Regions from separate parts of the Mus musculus genome. Here regions 2, 3 and 4 are each linked to region 1. The links are chromatin contacts, called in public HiChIP or PLAC-seq and Micro-C maps. All regions are on one chromosome and are shown on one strand. Each heading gives the region's core, a stretch centred on a gene start, on an enhancer-like site or on the middle of the called end of the contact. The rest is flanking DNA. Distances are from core to core; before and after follow the strand shown. Region 1 holds the start of Macroh2a2 (macroH2A.2 histone). Region 2 has its middle 40 kb from the start of Col13a1. Region 3 has its middle 21 kb from the start of Col13a1. Region 4 holds the start of Col13a1 (collagen, type XIII, alpha 1).

The links. Hi-C and Micro-C count contacts between places; a contact is called where the count stands out from the background. HiChIP or PLAC-seq counts read pairs in DNA pulled down with a chosen protein or histone mark.
Region 2: an H3K27ac HiChIP or PLAC-seq map of embryonic stem cells shows a contact between it and region 1, with 6 read pairs. The contact joins the enhancer-like site here to the promoter of Macroh2a2 in region 1. A contact is called at or near these places in 3 of 39 promoter capture datasets (the HPC-7 cell line, HPC-7-derived erythroid cells and cranial neural crest), 1 of 484 Hi-C or Micro-C datasets (embryonic stem cells) and 5 of 115 datasets of contacts at active chromatin or transcription factors (acute myeloid leukemia and embryonic stem cells).
Region 3: an H3K4me3 HiChIP or PLAC-seq map of embryonic stem cells shows a contact between it and region 1, with 11 read pairs. The contact joins the enhancer-like site here to the promoter of Macroh2a2 in region 1. A contact is called at or near these places in 3 of 39 promoter capture datasets (the HPC-7 cell line, HPC-7-derived erythroid cells and cranial neural crest), 1 of 484 Hi-C or Micro-C datasets (nephron progenitors) and 3 of 115 datasets of contacts at active chromatin or transcription factors (embryonic stem cells and stem cell-derived neural progenitor cells).
Region 4: a contact with region 1 is called in a Micro-C map of embryonic stem cells, with 4 times the contacts expected there. The contact joins the promoter of Col13a1 here to the promoter of Macroh2a2 in region 1. A contact is called at or near these places in 4 of 39 promoter capture datasets (cranial neural crest, frontonasal cranial neural crest, hippocampal neurons and 1 more), 8 of 484 Hi-C or Micro-C datasets (the N1E-115 cell line, cerebral cortex, embryonic stem cells and 2 more), 5 of 115 datasets of contacts at active chromatin or transcription factors (differentiating embryonic stem cells, embryonic limb bud, embryonic stem cells and 1 more) and 1 of 9 other capture datasets (embryonic stem cells).

What each region holds. Positions count from the first base shown.
Region 1 is chr10:61,782,570-61,785,134 of GRCm38.p6, forward strand. It overlaps Macroh2a2 (macroH2A.2 histone), which reads right to left and starts at 1,295. Exons shown (of 9, transcript NM_207000.2): 1 at 1,214-1,295. It overlaps Gm2137 (basic proline-rich protein), which reads left to right. Exons shown (of 3, transcript XM_006514419.2): 2 at 582-1,064; 3 at 1,533-2,253. The coding sequence ends at 1,703.
Region 2 is chr10:62,018,314-62,020,878 of GRCm38.p6, forward strand. No RefSeq gene overlaps it. Among named protein-coding and RNA genes, the nearest start is that of Col13a1, 40 kb to the left of the region's middle. Within about 2 kb of position 1,293, at least 20 of the 459 cell types and tissues checked have an H3K27ac peak or open chromatin away from gene starts, as enhancers often do. A contact at or near this core is called in embryonic stem cells, where this site is marked.
Region 3 is chr10:61,999,104-62,001,668 of GRCm38.p6, forward strand. No RefSeq gene overlaps it. Among named protein-coding and RNA genes, the nearest start is that of Col13a1, 21 kb to the left of the region's middle. Within about 2 kb of position 1,283, at least 2 of the 459 cell types and tissues checked have an H3K27ac peak or open chromatin away from gene starts, as enhancers often do. A contact at or near this core is called in embryonic stem cells, where this site is marked.
Region 4 is chr10:61,977,835-61,980,399 of GRCm38.p6, forward strand. Col13a1 (collagen, type XIII, alpha 1) reads right to left here and starts at 1,274. Exons shown (of 41, transcript NM_007731.3): 1 at 515-1,274. The coding sequence starts at 802.

The DNA of each region.
Region 1 (2,565 bases), core at 45-2,544:
GGTGTATGGCTTCTTGCTGTGATTTCCCCTGAAGCCAGCTCACCTGGAGAACTGCTTCAGTTGCTCCAGTCTGGGCAACCTGAGCCCAGTTCCCAATGAGTGCGTCCACTCTTTGGTTTTTTTCACTGGCCCCTTTCCCACTTTCCTCATCCCAAGAGAACCACGGCCCAAACGCTGCAGTAATGGCCAGGCCTAAATCAGGCCCACCCGTGGCTCATTTGAAGCCCAGGCACCATCAGTAATGCTGAACTCGTGAAGAAGGAGGTTCAATTGGCGTTTGGTGGCGGGGGTGGGGTTCGATGCCCCTTTGGCCATTGTTGAGAGGAACAAAGAGGGCAGGAGCTAAGGGCGCCCCCATGAGGAAAGGCGTGGAAAGCCACTCTGGGGAGCCATCCTAGGCTAGCGGGGCTGGAAAGCGGTGCACCTGGATGGCGCTCTGGCAACCGGGGAGGCAGGGCTGATTTCTACCCGCGGCAGCGGCTGCCGCCTTTCCCTGACTTGACTTTGATCCCCCTCTTCTTGATATTGTTACTATTATTTTTGTTATTTTCCCGCGCAAATTAAGCAGCTGGGACCGGTAGGGCGAGCCGCTCAGGGGCCGCCATTTGCCGGTGGAAGCACCGATCGCCCCGGAAAGGGAACCCGAGGGGAGTGCTCGGCCTCAAGTCCTCCTCCGCCCGCGGCTCCCGCAGCATCCCGGCTCCGCGCCCGCGCCGCCCCGGCGTCTCTGCGTCCTCCTCCATTGTCAGCCCCGCGCCCAGCTCGGCACCCCGGAGGCCCTGGTCGCGCGCCCTCGGCCCTTGCGAGCCAGCGTCCCCCTCCCGGTTCCCTCGGCGCCCGGGCGCCTCCCTCCTCCCTCCCCCGCTCCCCGAGCTCCGCATCCAGGGCTCCCGGCACCGCCAGCCTGGCCGCGGGACCCCGCATTTCGGCATCCTCCCTGCTTGGCCCAGGGTGCCCCGGCCCCTCGCCAGCGGCGGGCATCGCGCGGCGTCTTCGGCAAACCCCCCTTTTATCTCCCGAGGAAGCAAGTTGGGCAGATCGATTTATTAATTTCTGTGGCAGAGGTGGGTCGGTGACCGGGGTGCGCCCTCAGGGCTGCAGCGGGGAGGCGCCGTGGCTCCCTTCGGCCCCTGCACTGCCCGGACAAGAGGGTTTTGTTTCCAGACCCCCGGCGCCCCCCGAAACAATGATGCCATGGGCATGGCGGGCTCACCTGGTGCTGCACCGCGGGCTCCGGGCGCCCGGTGGCCTAGTGCGCGCCAATCCCGGCCGCAGGTTCGGCCCGCGTGCCGCCGGTGCTGGGCAGGACCCTGCCTTTCTTGGGGTTGTATCTGTGCGTGTCAATGGCGGCAAGCGGCAGTTCTCCGGGCCGCGGATAGTAGCGGGGGGAGGAGGAGGAGGGAGAAGGGATTGCTCCTTCTCCACATAACCACCTCTAGGAGGAGTCGCTCAGCCTCATCCCCCGCCAGCCCAGGCTCCGCGACGGGTCCGGGGGCTTTCGTGGGGCTTGATGAGCTATTGTCCTTCTGCAGTGGAACCACAGGGCCAGTTCGCGGAGCTGTCGGCTGCGAGGACACCGCTTCCCTAGAGCCCGGCACGGAGGCCTTGTGGTCACCAGCCACAGGCTCCAGATAGCTCGACCCACCTTTGCTGGGCGAAAGAGGTGTGGGCGTTCATCTGCCCATTACGGGATGAGAAGGTGAACGAAAAAAAAAAAAAGCAAGCCACGTTGGATGCAGCCCTGATCTGAAATTACCAAACACGTTACTGTGTCGCGCACGGCGCCGAAGGAACCGAGAATTTATTCTGGTGATTCGCTAGTAGTGATGGAGATCCAGATGTGCTTCCTGGTGGATGAAGACCATGTGCCCCGGCATCATTTAAAAATTGGATTGCGTTAATTTGCCATCTCCCGACGGTTATTGAGGTTAAGCACAAAGAGAGTGTCTAAAGAAGCAATTTTTTGTATTAGTTTCTGGAAAATTCATTGTGATGGCGGTGCAGTGGACAGTATCAGGTGACACTGGGCGCGTGTAGTTGTTTGGTCCCTGATGAAAAACCACGTTGTCTTTTGTACTGTGAACCCTGTCAAGGGCACATGGCTCTAGGGCCAGTCACCGTAAGCATTCAGTTGAATGGACGGTCCATGGTGCCTCAGATTTTTTCCTGCATGAATCAGAGGACTCTGGGAGGAAACCTTTTGATTTCTGCAAAAAAAAAATAAAAAATAAAAAATAAAAAATGTGAAGCCGAGATCTTTAGCATTGAGCGAATGGACTTTGCCCAAACCCGTGACCTTTTGTATGTGTGCTCGCTGCCACAAACTAACTGTACTTGTATCTATGTACACAGTGGGGGACTTTGGGGGTCACCGAAGACCTGTGATTGCCTGGGTGGAGAGAAGTTAGCTACTCAACCACCCTCGCCATTTTATCAGGCGGGCCGCTGGCATTTATAGACCAGTGCTTTCCATTGAGAATGTGTATTTTAAGCTTGAGTGTTTTGCTGAGAACCAGCCATGTCTTTTGCTCTCCCTGCAAACCATGCATGGTTCATTCTGCTGTA
Region 2 (2,565 bases), core at 43-2,542, 240 kb after region 1:
CTCTCCACACCACCTTCCAGCACTCATGAGGTAAACAACTTTGCTCAACCACATGAATCCCATCTCACTACAGGGTCACAGTCATGGCTTCCCATGGGTGGGAACCTCTGTAGCCATAGGCCCAACTCCTCCTTCAAAGAGTTTCTCTTCAGCTTTTGTTACTGCAACAACAACAAAAAAAAGTCCGATTAACATAGAAAGTGTCAGAATATATAGAGTCCATATATGGTATGCATGTGTATATGTCACACACACACACACACACACACACACACACACACCCCACACTCAACTCAGGTGTTCCTCAATTAGATTGCAGCGTCCATGGCTCACAATGCTCGCTTGCAGGAAACACACTTTGCCCAGCAACCTTCTGCTTCTCCTCACTCATCTACCAATAACTGCTCAGAAAAACCTCACACAGGGGCTCAGGGATGTGACTCAATTGGTAGAGAGCTTGGGTCACATGCATGAAGACCTGGGTTTGATCCTCAGCACTGCATAAGGTAGGCATGGTGGCTCAGGCCTGTCACAAGCACTCAGGAGGTAGAGGCCAGAAGGGTGGGGAGTCCAAAGTCCTCTTTGGCTTAGATAATGAGTGGAGGGCTAGCCTGGGCTACGTGAAACACTCTCTCTCTCTCTCTCTCTCTCTCTCTCTCTCTCTATATATATATATATATATATATATATATATATATATATATATATATATGGCAAGCAAAGACAAAGAAACCCTATGTGGAAATTATCTGGGCATGCCAAAACCCAAAGGAGGGACACCTATCTATCCCTTTTTCCCCAGTGAACCCCAGCATCCCAGAGAGGCAGATCCTAGCAGTGAAAGCTGAAGAGAAAGAAGAATGGCTGCCTGGGAGAGGCAGCAACAGCTGGGGGAGCTTCCTGAAGGAGAGGGCCAGGGAGCAGGCCACAAGGATGGGTTGGAATGAGATGGACGGTCGGGTGGAGCTCCTGGGTATCAGTGGAATTGAGGTCCTCTTTCCAGGCAGGAGCAAAGGAAGAAAGAAGGGTTGCTTATGGATCTTGGGAGGCCCAACTGTGCTGCTCAAGGCCTTGTAACACTGCCCAATGGTACAGGCTTTCTAAGTTTTACCTCTCACCGGTACAGCGAGCATCACACATGCCTGACCCTGAGGGTGAAAGAAGACCATACGGGCAAAAGGCCTGACCTGTAGGGTGCAGGGAGGGCCCAACAGTTGCTGTCTAGTGAGTGTGCAGATCTCAAGTGATCCCATCTGAGTCACGTGACACTAGGAGGGCCTTCAGCTCAGGAGCTGCTGGGACAGCCTCTGAACCAGGCTACAGGCCACTCCTCTCAAGCCAGAGTCTGGGGAACTGCATGGTCTCTATAAGCCTCAGCACACTCAAAGTGGGATTAAAATCTCGGCCCCATCAGTCCCGTTCCCCACCCCCACCCCAAGGATTTAGGACAGAAATGGATGCAGACAGGAAGGATAGTTTATAAACTGTTAAGTGTCAGCACTTTGGAGAGATTAAGGATGGTGGCTGTGGAGCCTCAGGTTCAAGATGAGAACCCCGCAGAGATTTTAGTATCCTGCAGGCATTCCCAGAGGGGTCCAGCTGGGAGGTATTGTGCATAGAACTCTCTAGACCAATCCCCACGTAAGACCCGTTTAGTAGATGCTCAAACCAAAGCCTGGAAAAAAGAGGAAGATCCCGCCCCGCCCCGCCCCGCCCCGCCCCCCCCCCGCCCCGCCTCCCCATAGTCAACAGTAGTCAAGAGACAGAGCTGGGCCACATTGAGGCTCCTGTGGCCAGCCTGTCCGGGGGCCAGCCAATCCCTGTACAAGGAGATCCTCCCAAACACTCTCTACTTGCTTCTACTCCTCAGTCTGCCTGAGTTTGTCCACTCCACCCTACCCACCCTGTACAGCCTCCAAGGCCCTCTCTCCAGCCTGGTCTCTTAGGCTCTGCTGTGTTTGTCTTAGGGAAGCTGGGTGGGCAGGACCCCTGCTTGTCAGACTCCTCCCCTCTTTTTACTGGTGTTTATCCATGTCTGTCCCATCCATCCTTCCAGCCACAAAGCCAGAAATGCAGGTCCTGCCTTGCAGACTCCATCACCCTCCGTCTGGGGGGATGGGTAGGGGGACACTGACCTCTGCGACCTGTGACCTGTGTGAGGCTGCAGCCAGCGACATGGTGCCTGGGCTTGGCCCACAGCTGATGGCGGGTAGCGGCAGGGGCTCCAGGGAAAGGGGGTTGTCCTCTGGAGACAGGAGCGAAGCATTCACTATCACTAGTGATTCAGGATAGCACAGATTCTATCCAGGGTCATGGCAACTCAGCTCCAGGCTGGAGAGATGTTTTCTTCAGTTAGAGCGTTCCCTTAACAAGCCTGGCCTCAGTTTAATCCCCAGAACTGAGGTAAAAGGAGAGAACCCACTCCATACAGCTGTCCTCTGACCTCCACATGCATGTCATGGCAAAACAATTGATTACTATTTATTTATTTATTTTGGTGTTTTGAGACTGGGTTTCTCTGTGTAGCTCTGGCTGTCCTGGTACTCACTCTGTAGACCAGGCTGG
Region 3 (2,565 bases), core at 33-2,532, 220 kb after region 1:
AGGCTGGCCTCGAACTCAGAAATCTGCTTGCCTCTGCCTCCCGAGTGCTGGGATTAAAGGCATGCGCCGCCACGCCCTTAACAATTCCAACAACCCTAGCAGACATGTTAGCAAGCATCTTACTCTTCTCACTGCTGTATTGAAAAGCGCTGGATGCTTCTCCTCCGAGATGTTCTCCTTCTGACCCCGGATACCAGGCTCTCTAGGCTCAATATCAGACTTCATCTGCCTTCCTGTCTCCCCTTGAAGGGATCTATGATGTCCTGTTTCCACAATGGTCCTTGAAGACGCCTACCTCCTGGGGAATCAACTTAAATGGTCTCCTTCCATTGTGCCAGGGTTGGGGCATGTGAGTAAAAAAATAATGGGTGGTGTGGTAATTATTTAATCTCAAATTGAGCTTTCTACCCCGCCTTTGATCATTCGGTTCCCAGACAAAAGACACACAATTTTTATTTTTACAGTAGCCTTAATCAGCACTAGAGCTAGGCAGGTATCTACCCTCTATGCAATTAGAATCTATTACCCTGAATTATAATTTGCCATGTTCCGTCTGGGCTGCTCTTCAGTTGGCCAGACCTCATAGTCATGTTTTCATGACTCACCTACCCCACGTCGTCTTCCTTCTCTCCACTTTATCTCTCCCCCTCCTCATGGTTCTCTGACTTCAGGCCTGGGAATCCCAAACCCCAGTTATCTCACTTCTGCCCAGGTATAGGCTGTGGGCATCTTTATTTAGTAATCAGGGATAACTTGGAGGGCAAGGTTCCATAGCATCACTTGTGTCAATGTGCAGATTCTCACACCCTGCGGGGGGCAACCAGGCCCTGGGGGCCAGTTTTTAGCATTATAATGCATAGCAAAAGACCAAACCTCAACTTGTGGGGGAATGTAATGGCAGGTCACCTCCAAGGTCAGGTGACAGAAGATGGAGGAGTCTTCATCTTGGTCTTTCATTCTGCCTCACAGCTTCTCACTCTAGAGGAAACCTGCAGCTATACACCATGTGTGGTCCTCCCTTCTCCTCAGTTGGCCACCAGACTATGAGGACAGAGAGAAGAGAGTCGAAGAACAGCTTTTCAGATGATCTGTGAGTATAACAGAAATGACTACCGGGATCACTTTCAGAGGCAGCTCAACTTTAAGTGGGGTAAAGCAAGGGCTATATAGTTCTGGGGGAAAGGGGAAGGGATTTCTAGGGTGGCTATGTATCATTGGCTACAGCTTATGGTAATGGATAACAACTCATTTGCATGAAGAGGCATTCCAGGAATCCCAGATTCTTGCTGGACAGGTTCTTATCAGGAGCAGGTGTGGGGGTTTTGAGCTCCCCAGACAAGGTCTGAGAAGGAGAAGCCCTGCTGGCAAAGGGAGGCATCCCTTTTGTGCTGAGCTCAAGAGAGCTCTCTGGGCAATGGTAGACTTTGACCTTAATTAGAAGGGCCCAACAATTATGGAAGTTCAGGCTGTCTGTGAAGAGACTCACTTGCCAAGAAACAGAGTCCCACTATCTAGTGAGGACCTGAGGACACTTAGCCAGCGAGTAAATGAAAACCTGAGGATCCCAGCCAGTAGCCAATGAGGAACGGAGGCTCTTAGCCAATAGTCAGTGGGAGAACTGAGGTCTACAGTCACTAGTCAGTAAAGAATTGAGTATCTAGCCATCATTCAGTGAAGAACTAAAGACCCCAGTCGACATTCACATTTGTGAGCTTCCCTGAGATGACACCCCATGAGACACCTTGAAATAAAATCATTTGGCTAATCTGTTCCCAGCATCCTGACCCTCAGAAGTTATGAGAGGAAAAAAAATGTTTGTTTTCTGAAACTGCCAGGTTGTACAGCTTAGAAACAAATTAGACTCCCTTTCCTTGGCCCATACATAAAGCTTCATGAAATGATACCCCATGGTGTTTCTAGGGTAAACTAAGCATTGTGGGGGTACCTATCCAGAATTCATTAACCCAATCCCCCCTTTTCTTTCATTGGGAAAATCTAACTCCCATAACTGAGGATAAAAATACCACATACACGATTCTTTTCCAGCTTCTCTTGCAGCTAGATTCTCAGCTGATAGAGTCAAAAGGTAGCCTGGTGGGTGTTAGGAAAAAGGGTTTTCTCCCTCCTTAAAGAAAAAGAAACTGGGGGTAATGTCCCTTTTTTCCTTCTTGTTCTTAAATGTCACCAGAAAAGGCATGATGATCAGAACACTGGTTACTTTCTATTGCCAACTTGAGAATCACCTAGGAAGAGGGACAGTGCCGTGGTGGCACTGGCCTTTAATCCCAGCACTTGGGAGGCAGAGGCAGGCTGACTTCTGAGTTCAAGGCCAGCCTGGTCTACAAAGTGAGTTCCAGGACAGCCAGGGTCATACAGAGAAACCCTGTCTCAAAAAAAAAAACAAAAAACAAAAAAAAAACAAAAAAAACCCTTAAAAAAAAACTTAAAAAAAAAAAAGGGGGACCCTCAATTGAAGAATTTCCTTAATCAGATTGGCCTGTGGCCACATCTGTGAGAGATTATCTTAGCTGGCAGTTGATATGGGAAAGCTTGGCCCACTGCAGG
Region 4 (2,565 bases), core at 24-2,523, 200 kb after region 1:
AGCCAGGAAACTCACACTTGGGCCCTAGGGGCCAGAAACAGCAAACAGGGACCAGCAAAGAGCAATCCACTTTAGAAATTGTCCCTTTAGGTCCTTAAATGGCTCACTCTCTTTCCCTGCTTCCAAATGTGACCATAAAACCAGGCAGCACTCACCCTCGTGGAGCGGACAGGGCCACCAGAGCCCCCCTGCAAGCGTGCACCCAGACTATTTCCCGCAACCAGCCCTGGCGGCCTCTGCGCACCTTTTGCGCGCCCTGCTTTTCTCCACCTGACCGCCGCGCGCGTAGGGCGCCCCCAGCGCAAGACCCCGGGGTCTCCCGGAGCTGGGAGGTCCCGCGCATGGTGCTCTGAATACCTGGCAGCTCAGCAGCGATCCCTACCCACAGTTCTAGGACAGGCAACCTGGGCGAGCGTGCAAAAGAGCGCCGGCCCGTGCCGGCCCGTGGAGTCCCGGGACTGCGCGAGGGGGCGCCTCGGGGTGGGGATAAAAGGCAGCAACAAAGGGCACAAACCTCGTCCAGCAGTTGGTTGACTCGTCCCAAAATAGCTTTCTCCATCTGCTGCTCCCCGCGCTCTGCTTCCAAGCGCAGCACCCGGGCCTGCAGCTCCGCGGTCCGAAAGTGGGCGAGCAGGCTGAGCGCCAGCGAACACAGCGCTAGAGCCAGCAGTCCGCAGCACCCGGGGCTCGGCAGCCTAGCGCACTGCTCAGCCAGCGCCACTGTCCCGGGCCCCGGAGCGCCCAGCTCCCCAGGGCCGCGGCTGCCAGAGGCTGCCGCTTTGCGGGTGCGCTCCGCCACCATGCCCTCGCGTCTTGAGAGCCAATAAATAAATAAATAGAATAAATAAAAACGAGATCCAAGAGGCGCGATCCAAACTGAGAGGCAAGGGGAAAGGGGGTTAACGTGGCTAGAGGACGTCCCTTTCCTTTGCTCGCCAAAGAGGACCGAAAATGAGCAGTCGGAGTCGGGAGCAGCCAAGAGCCACCAGCAGACGCGATCGGAGTACGCCAAAGTAAGAAAAAAGTTATTTCGAAGAATGTTCCAAGTTCGGGGATCTGGCCCCGCTCCCCACTCTTTCCCTTCTCTCTTCTGCAGAGTTCTCGGGCTGGTGCGACGCTCGGGGTCCTTCTGGGTGTTTTGTGTCTCCGGGGAGAACGGGTGTCAGTCCCCGGGCGAAGGGGCACGCATGCAGGGCCCCATGGGCAGAGGTGGGTCGTGGCTGCAGTGAGCCGCGCTGGGGCCGATTCTGGCGCCTCTGTAACTTGACACAGCCGGCGCGGCCGCGCGGATCGGATGAGCGCCGGGCGCTACTTCCCAAACTAATCTCCTGCGCCCCTCCCTCGCCCTCCTCCCGCTCCTCCTCCGCCTCCTGCGGGGCTGCGGCTGGGGTTTGTTTATTTATGCAAAGTCGCCTGGGGTGGGGGGCGTGGTGTGCGGGGCCCCGCCGACCTCGGTAGCCCCCGTCCGGGGCTCCTGGTGCCCTTTGAAGTGACACTTGGGGTTATTTATAGGCGGGGAGGGGGTATGGGGTGGAGCGGAGGCTGCGCTCCTTTTCCCGTCCAAAGATTCACACTCAAGACCTCAAAGACATAGGGACCTGGCATCACAGCACCCCGCTTTCCCAGAACATCGGGGACCCTCCTGCCACCCAATGCACCGCACCACAGCACTCCTCTTTCCTAGGGCCTGGGTGGTGGGTGGTGGTGGGTGTGGGGGACCCTGCGGGCAACCTGTTGAATCACTGTCTGGACGCCTGCTTGGTCCTGTACGTCCTGAGTTGGGAGATCTGCAGTGACAGCAGACAATCTCTCCCTCACCATTTCTACCCAGGGCCCTGCTCTTTGCAGGTGTCTCTGGTGGGACCATGCCACCAACCACAGATTCGCTCAGAGTGGTAAACCCAGCGCCTCGGGGCAGCGGTATTGACCCCCCCCCCCACCTTTTCTCTTTCAGAACTAAACCTAAAGACCTACAGAACAGAAATTTATCAGGGGTCACGCCCATCGCCCGGGTTTATCCTAGGATGTCTAACAGGCGCGGGCGGGTGCGGGGAGGGGGGCGGGACTCTTATTTATGTTGAGCTGAGACGCATAGCAGACTAGCCAACCTAGGATTGCAAGCCATCAAAGGCGGGCAGTTCTCATACATACACACTCCATCTCCCCTTATCCACCTCAAAGCTAACCCTGTGGTGGCTTCCTTGACTGCCACGAGCTAGTGGTCTTTGGGAGTTCTGCATTTGGTATTTTCCTCTCTTTTCTACCCCCGCTCCCCACTTTGAGTGACGTTTGTCAGTAGACTTTTCATTTCCTTGTGCCTCTAGACACTCCTGAAAATGAGGTGGTGGGGCTGAAGCATCGGGCAGGGGAGGGTAGGCTGGCCCTTGAACTGTGAACCGGAAGTGGGGGGTGACAGAGGTGTGGGAGTGAGCGTCCTTTCCTAGTAACAAGGCAAACTTTACATTTTGCATGTTGACCAGTGAGAAGGAGCGTTATATGCAATGCAAACATTAGTGTGGAGTGCACACCTAACGGAATGGGAGCTTGTAATACAGTACTTATATA